Regions from separate parts of the Zea mays genome. Here region 1 is linked to region 2. A link is a contact called in public Hi-C data. All regions are on one chromosome and are shown on one strand. The core of a region is the stretch at or near the end of the contact, and the rest is flanking DNA. Distances in the headings are between cores, read along the strand shown. Region 1 holds the start of LOC103634857 (rhamnogalacturonan I rhamnosyltransferase 1). Region 2 holds the start of LOC103634848.

Region 1 (3,228 bases), core at 645-3,144, 310 kb before region 2:
CGGCCCATTGGACACGTGAAACATTGAGCTCGTGAGGAGTCATACCTTGGGTCAGCCCAAAACGACCTTTTGTCCAATTCAGGGACCACAAGCGTTAGATTTAGATGGCGTGCTATAGTAACCATATCGCATATCTGCAGCACACCATTTCTTACAAACTTGAGACAGAATGAGGAAGGAACAGCGGCACTGGTTAGCAGAAATGAAACCAGGTGACAAACCAGCAAGAAGCTGAGGTACGAACCCCGGCTCGCATTTGGTTGAGGCCACCATTGCAAGTCACTCGTAGATAGCCGTTGCTCTTGTAAATTCCTGTAGGGGGGGTATCAGGGAAACCCAATCAGCTCTAGCGCCGACAGGAACAGGAACAAGGACGGCTGAGACAACAAGATACGCTAACTGGCATCGATCCTGATCACCACGTGTCTGAAGGAACTGAACAACGCTCGGCCTTCAGCATACAGAACGAAGGAGTCCCCCCTGATCACTAGTACTAAATGCTATGAACAACAGTGGTTCTACTAAGCATCGGAATGAGCTCTAGATGTGTTTGGATGGAAGGACGAGGAAGGACGAAGAGGGATGAGATGGAATCATTTTAACTTGACCCGCGTTTGGTTTAGAGATCCAGACTCAGGATCAAGGAATATTGTTCAAAAATGGTGGATGAGGTCATCCCTCAAAAAATAAGGGACGGGTCAGCCCAGACTTGATCCCGTCCCATCCCTCGTTGACACCGAACCAAACGCTACCTAAATGTAGCGTATGGAAGATAGGGATGAAGGCCTGAAGCCACATTTTTTTTGCCAAGCTCACAACAACGTCCCCTTTTTGACCTACTATGTATATCACTTGCCAAATCGGGGAGGGGGGCGAGCTTCCCCCCTAGATCGCCGCTACGAAGGAAGGCGAGGCCACTCACTCTTGGGCACGAGCGCCGGCGGCGACAGCCTCGCGGCGGCGCTGTCCTCGCCGGCGAGAGCGGCGAGCCCGGCCGCGGCGCCGCCGCCGCCTTTCCCGCCGCAGTCGGCGACGACCCGCGGGCGGAACAGCCCGGCGATGGAGGCGACCTGCACGACCGCGGTCCACACGACGGCGCTGGCCACCGCCCGCATGGCCCACCGCCACGCCCGCTTCCGCCGCACACCGCCGACGGCCACCATCCCTGGCGGCCGCGGCCTCCACCTACCTACCACCCAATCAGTACCGCCTCCCTGGCTGCTACTGCTGCCGCTGCTGCTACCTACCAGCAGGAGGATGAGGAACACGACGAGTGGGAGGGGGAGACGATGGAAAGGGGAGGGAGAGCGGCCGAGCAGAGACAGTGGGAAGGGTCGGTCGGGGGAGGGGTGTTTATGCGAAGGGAGGCCGGAGGTGGCTGCGTGCGTCGGCACGCACGGGCACGGCGCTGGGCATTTGGCTCATGCACTCCGCCTCATGGACATGGTGGGTGCCTGGGTGGTAAGTCGAAAGTCGTAAACAACGCCCTCAACACACGGCGATTAATAATCAGCTAAATTTATCAGAAACGCCCTCAAACACGCCCTCAGAAGCTTCGGAAACTCTGCACATGTCGAATTATACAGCAGTACATGTCAACGACTGTACTGAAGAAGAGAAGCAAGACAAAGGCGCCGGAGACGTGGGCCAAGAGGTGCATCAGGAAGACCACACGTCTGGGCCGAGCAGAGAACAACCCAGGAGAAGTCATCGAGTACCGCGGCCCAACAAACGTTTCACAGGTGATGAATGATGTATATGAGAGAGGGCCCATGGGGCAGTGAGAAAGGCAACCTATAAATAACCCTGGCGATTGTGCGGTGAGGAGGGCAGACTATAGACGAACTCTGAAACCGGCTGCGTCCGGAGACTGGCTGTGCGCCGTCGTGTAAAGAACTCATAGCTACCTACAATACTGAGGGCTTCGAGAGAGGCGACGGGTGCCGGGAGCGGTGCCCAACTCACCCCCAAATTGGTGGTCTTACAGTACATAGCTTGTCCCGTAATCCTCCCGTCGATCTTCTAGGATGTGATGCGAGGTTACATTTGCAAGTCACTGTCCCAGTCAGTTCCTTCAGATACGTTTAGTTGCAATGATAGAACAGGACAGAGTGGGACAATCACTCAAATAAAATTGTTTGGTTTAGAGTCAGAAAGTTAGAATAGAACTATCTCAGTGTTTTCCAATTATCTCTCAAAATTAGAGGGACGTCACTGTCGTATCTATCCAGGACCAATCCAGGACCAATCGCACCCTTAACCGTAGCTTATGGTACTTGCTCTGCTATCCTGAAAACTATGACAAAACGTTTGCCCGTGGACCGTGCGTGCCGGCGAGCTCGGGCGTCCGTGGACGCAACCGCTGGAGGTGGACGAAGTGCTTTTCCCACCCTTTCCCAAATCTCGTTGAAAAATAAGTAAATAAGAAAGCCCGCGAAGACAATCTTAAAGGATCATTATTGCTAACAGGAACAAAAAAAAAGAGTAAGCATATAAGAAGGCCCTTCATGCAATCAGCAACGCAATCGCACAACATGCAGAAAGAACATTGAGGTAGTGCGTAACAGTCATCAGCATCAACAAGCCACCGGCAAGAACAGGTCTGAGATTCGCTACACGGCCTTGCAGGCACCACAAAGCCACACGGTCAAATATCACGTTACTGAATCTTTTATGTCATGTTCTGTACCAGCAATGGGTGTGTGTTCTCGTTTGAAGATAGAAGAGGGAACGGCAAAGAAATGCCTGCAATTTGGACGGGGCGCCGATCCGAACGTTGGAATCCTGTAGGCTTCGATCCAACAGCCAGCTCTCCTTATTCCGGCTGCCTATAACTTCGCCGGCGAGAAGGCGATATGTACAGTGGACCTTCGACATTTACATGGTGGGATGGATGATCCTTGTGCTGCAGGTCAAGCGGCTGCAGTCCTGAAAGGTGGGCTGTCGGACTTGAGAAACCGGAAATGTTCCCTCTGCAACATCTGCCCTCCATTCGCTTGGTCAAAGCTGCACCTGTAGAAGCTGGAGAGGGGAACGTGGTTATATATTGAAACAAGCCATGCTTGGAAGTTGGTGGGGCAATCGCTAGATAGGAACAGAATCGTCTAAATCAACCCTACAAATAACTGAATAGAAACTATTCCAAAAATAAATCTTCAAAATCAAACTGTTCTACACTTCTAGGCATGACACAAACTGTTGTTGTTTCCACTGGCTGATGTATTTTTC
Region 2 (3,240 bases), core at 224-2,723:
CAGCAGAACAAGCTCTCATATAGCGTCTGTTTCAAAATATTAATGTCTCCTTCACCTGTTAGTTTTTATTTATTCATGTTTCCTTCACCTATTAGTTTCTTTAGTGTTGGTTTTCGTCATAATCTCGCCTCACTGTATAGCTGTGGGAATCTGGATTTGTGAGTTGTTGGTTGTTAGCGATTCTAGGAGGGTCATGAAATGTTAATACAAATATGATGCTAATCCATTTGACTCCTGACTATTGTGAGTAAAGTTCGTCAAAAAGCTACAGAACGCAGCCGGACCCTGTCTGCTCTGAACTTCAACTCTCACATTGACAGACCCCTGCTGTGTCAACCCTTTTTTTAAAAAAAAGAAATGTTCAAGACCAATTTATTTTATATAAACACATAACCATGTTGAAACCGACTGAATCAGTATTGCAAACGCACACAAAACGACAAAACCAGATCAAACTGAATTGGCTAAAACCAACTTGTTAACTTGAATGCTTGCCATGCTCATGTCATGCAGATATAGATCCCAGCCATCATCTATAACACAAACTCTAAATTAACCTGAGATACACGTTCGTAGCTCATACACAGGTGTCTTTCATCTGACGGAATATCTACTTGCTGAAGATCCACTCCAGCCCTCGTTTCGGCGCACCCGGCAGCCACTTGTAGTTGTAGTTCCAGGGGAGAGGAGGATGCTCCATCAACTCCAAGAACGTGGCCCAGCGCGCGATTGGTTTGCTGTCCCAGCCTCCTCTGCGGTTACCGAGGTCGTCCTGCAAGAAACAGCCGGTGCACGCCCACCCGAGTTCAAATTCAGAGCTATTCCATGCTCGAACTGGCGAATCCAAGACGCTGGAACCGGGATAGGTGGCTTACCGTGACGCGGAACGCCGCGTCGATAGCCAACGCCACGGCGAGGACGGCAGCGATGGCGACGACAACGGCTACGAACCGCAGCGTCGCCGCCGACGTCGGCGTCCATGCCACTGCCCAGAAGCCAGGCCGCGCCGGTGTTGGACTCTGCGGATGACGCGATTGTTTCAAGAAGAACAGGGGAGACCGGATTACCTGGCCCCGGCGGTCCCGCGGCACAACGCGCGCCGGGGCCTGCTTCTTGCGCCTCCAGATGGAGGTGGCCCGCGGCAGCCGTGCCCACGCGCTGCGCAGGAGGCGGACGACCCTGCTCCCGCGCGGCGGCGTCCCCGGCTCTGTGGACGCCGCTCGACGGCCGCCACATTGGGACGTGACGGAGAGGAGGAGGCGGCGGCGGAGCCGGAGCAGTAGGGACAAGCGCTCCCCGCCGCGGCCCCACCCCGGGAGCACGTTCTCCGCGGCGGCGCGGATTTCTAGCCCCCCGCGGTGCTTCAGGCTCAGTGTCACCGACCACGACGGAGGTCCAGGCGGCGGCGACGACGCCATGAGGGGAGGAGGCGGCGGTTCGGTCGCCGCTCAGTGACGAGTTATTTATGATTATGATCATCTGTCCCGCGGCTTCGCCTCTTTGGTATCCCGCAGCTCGTCATCGTCAGATTGGTATTGCTGTCGTGCACCACTCGTCCGGTTGGGTTCATTTTCATACGAATGGCTAATTTACCCTTTCCTTTTCGCCCAGTCCGGTCATCGAACCTCATCGATCTCCAGCCATGAATGAAGACGTCGCGGTAGCGTCTGAGCGTGAGGAGCGCGCGCCCGGAGCTCCAGCGCCGCCTCGGCCCGCGGCGACATCTCCAGGGCGGCCGTGACCAGGCCGAGCGTCGCCGCCGCCGCGTCGACGTCGTCGGTGTCCTGCGCGGCCGCAGCGAGAGCCGCCCGCGCCTCGCCGAGGTACGTGTTGAACACCTGTTGCACATGGACTTGATGCCTAGCGGGACGCAATGGCGCCACCGTCCCCTTCCTCCGCTCCGGCCAAGAAACTCTTTGCAATCCCGAGAGGAGAGCCTGAGGTGCCACTCTTGTTGTTTCCATTCACCAGGCGCTCTCACCTTTTGTCTCCAGATGGCTCTTCCGTTCCGTGTGATGCGTTGTTTGAGGACGTGGCTTGATTTATTTCGTTGTCCTTTTCCTCCTTGTACGGTTTCGCACGTACCTCGGCGAGGCACGGGCGGCTCTCGCTGCGGTCGCGCAGGACACCGACGACGCGGCGGCGGCGCTCGGCCTGGTCACGGCCGCCCTGGAGATGTCGCCGTGGGTCAAGGCGGCGCTGGAGGTCCGGGCGCGCGCTCAGGCGCTACCGCGACGTCTTCATCCATGGCCAGAGATCGATGAGGCTCATCGTCATTGCGACGAGACTGGGCAAAAGAGAAGGGCAAATTAGTCAGGCATATGAAAACGAACCCAATCCCGCGAGTGGTGCACAACAGCAATACCAATCTGGCGATGACGAGGTGCGAGATACCAAAGAGGTGAAGCCGCGCGACGAGATGATCATAATCACAAATAACTCCTCAGTGACAAGACCGGTTGCCGAGGTAACTTAACAAGCAGATTATACTTCAGGTCCTTTCGTTTTGTCTTTGATCTAACTATAGTTTATCTATATGTATGGAATATGCTGGCGAAGTAATTCATAAAAATCACTTTAAATAACAAATTTTAAATCATTTTAGAGCTAATTATGTCCACTCTTCACAGTAACGCACAGTAAAATATTTGGACAATATGGTCTCTTGCCGGCACTGCCTCGTTTTCATTAAGCAAGTCGTTGTTTTATTAGAGCATTTTCAACAGGGTGTCTTAAAATAGTCCCCTAAAATTTAAAATATTATATTATTAGTTAAAATGTTTAGTGCATTTAAGATAAATTAAGCTTTAACAATTAAATCCTAAATAGTGTATTTTAATAAATAAATTATATTTTTTAGGAAATAAAATGTTGAGGATGAGCTAGAAAATAAGGGTAGTAGACTTATAGATATTTGGATCACTTCATAATGTGCCCTATATTTTTTATAAAAAATATAAAATAAGGAATTGTTGGAGCTGTTTTTATGAGTTCGGCCCCCTATGTTTCAAAATAGGACACTGATTTGAGACGTTGTTGGAGATGATCTTATTCTTACCATTTCCAATTGTTGTCACGTCAACAAAAATAAGAAGAATGAAATATGCTCTCTGTGAAAAGTTTTGTGACCTAATTTTATAGGGTGGTTTAAATGTTGCATCCAAATAACCGATAGAAATTGATGAAATAAATTGTTCTCAATAGTAGTTTCACGCGCTTTTCGATACCTTAGAAATGGGT

The links. A called contact is a pair of places that touch in the nucleus more often than the background predicts.
Region 1: a contact with region 2 is called in a Hi-C map of tassel, with 4 times the contacts expected there. The contact joins the promoter of LOC103634857 here to the promoter of LOC103634848 in region 2. A contact is called at or near these places in 3 of 25 Hi-C or Micro-C datasets (ear, endosperm and tassel).

The regions. Positions count from the first base shown.
Region 1 is chr8:17,288,663-17,291,890 of Zm-B73-REFERENCE-NAM-5.0, reverse strand. LOC103634857 (rhamnogalacturonan I rhamnosyltransferase 1) reads right to left here and starts at 1,894. Exons shown (of 7, transcript XM_020542522.1): 1 at 923-1,894; 2 at 245-312; 3 at 46-134. The coding sequence starts at 1,163. LOC100501577 (Autophagy-related protein 18c) reads right to left here. Exons shown (of 5, transcript NM_001196268.1): 5 at 2,556-3,021. The coding sequence ends at 2,913.
Region 2 is chr8:16,977,483-16,980,722 of Zm-B73-REFERENCE-NAM-5.0, reverse strand. LOC103634848 reads right to left here and starts at 1,473. Exons shown (of 2, transcript XM_008657442.4): 1 at 876-1,473; 2 at 359-772. The coding sequence starts at 1,418. The coding sequence ends at 611.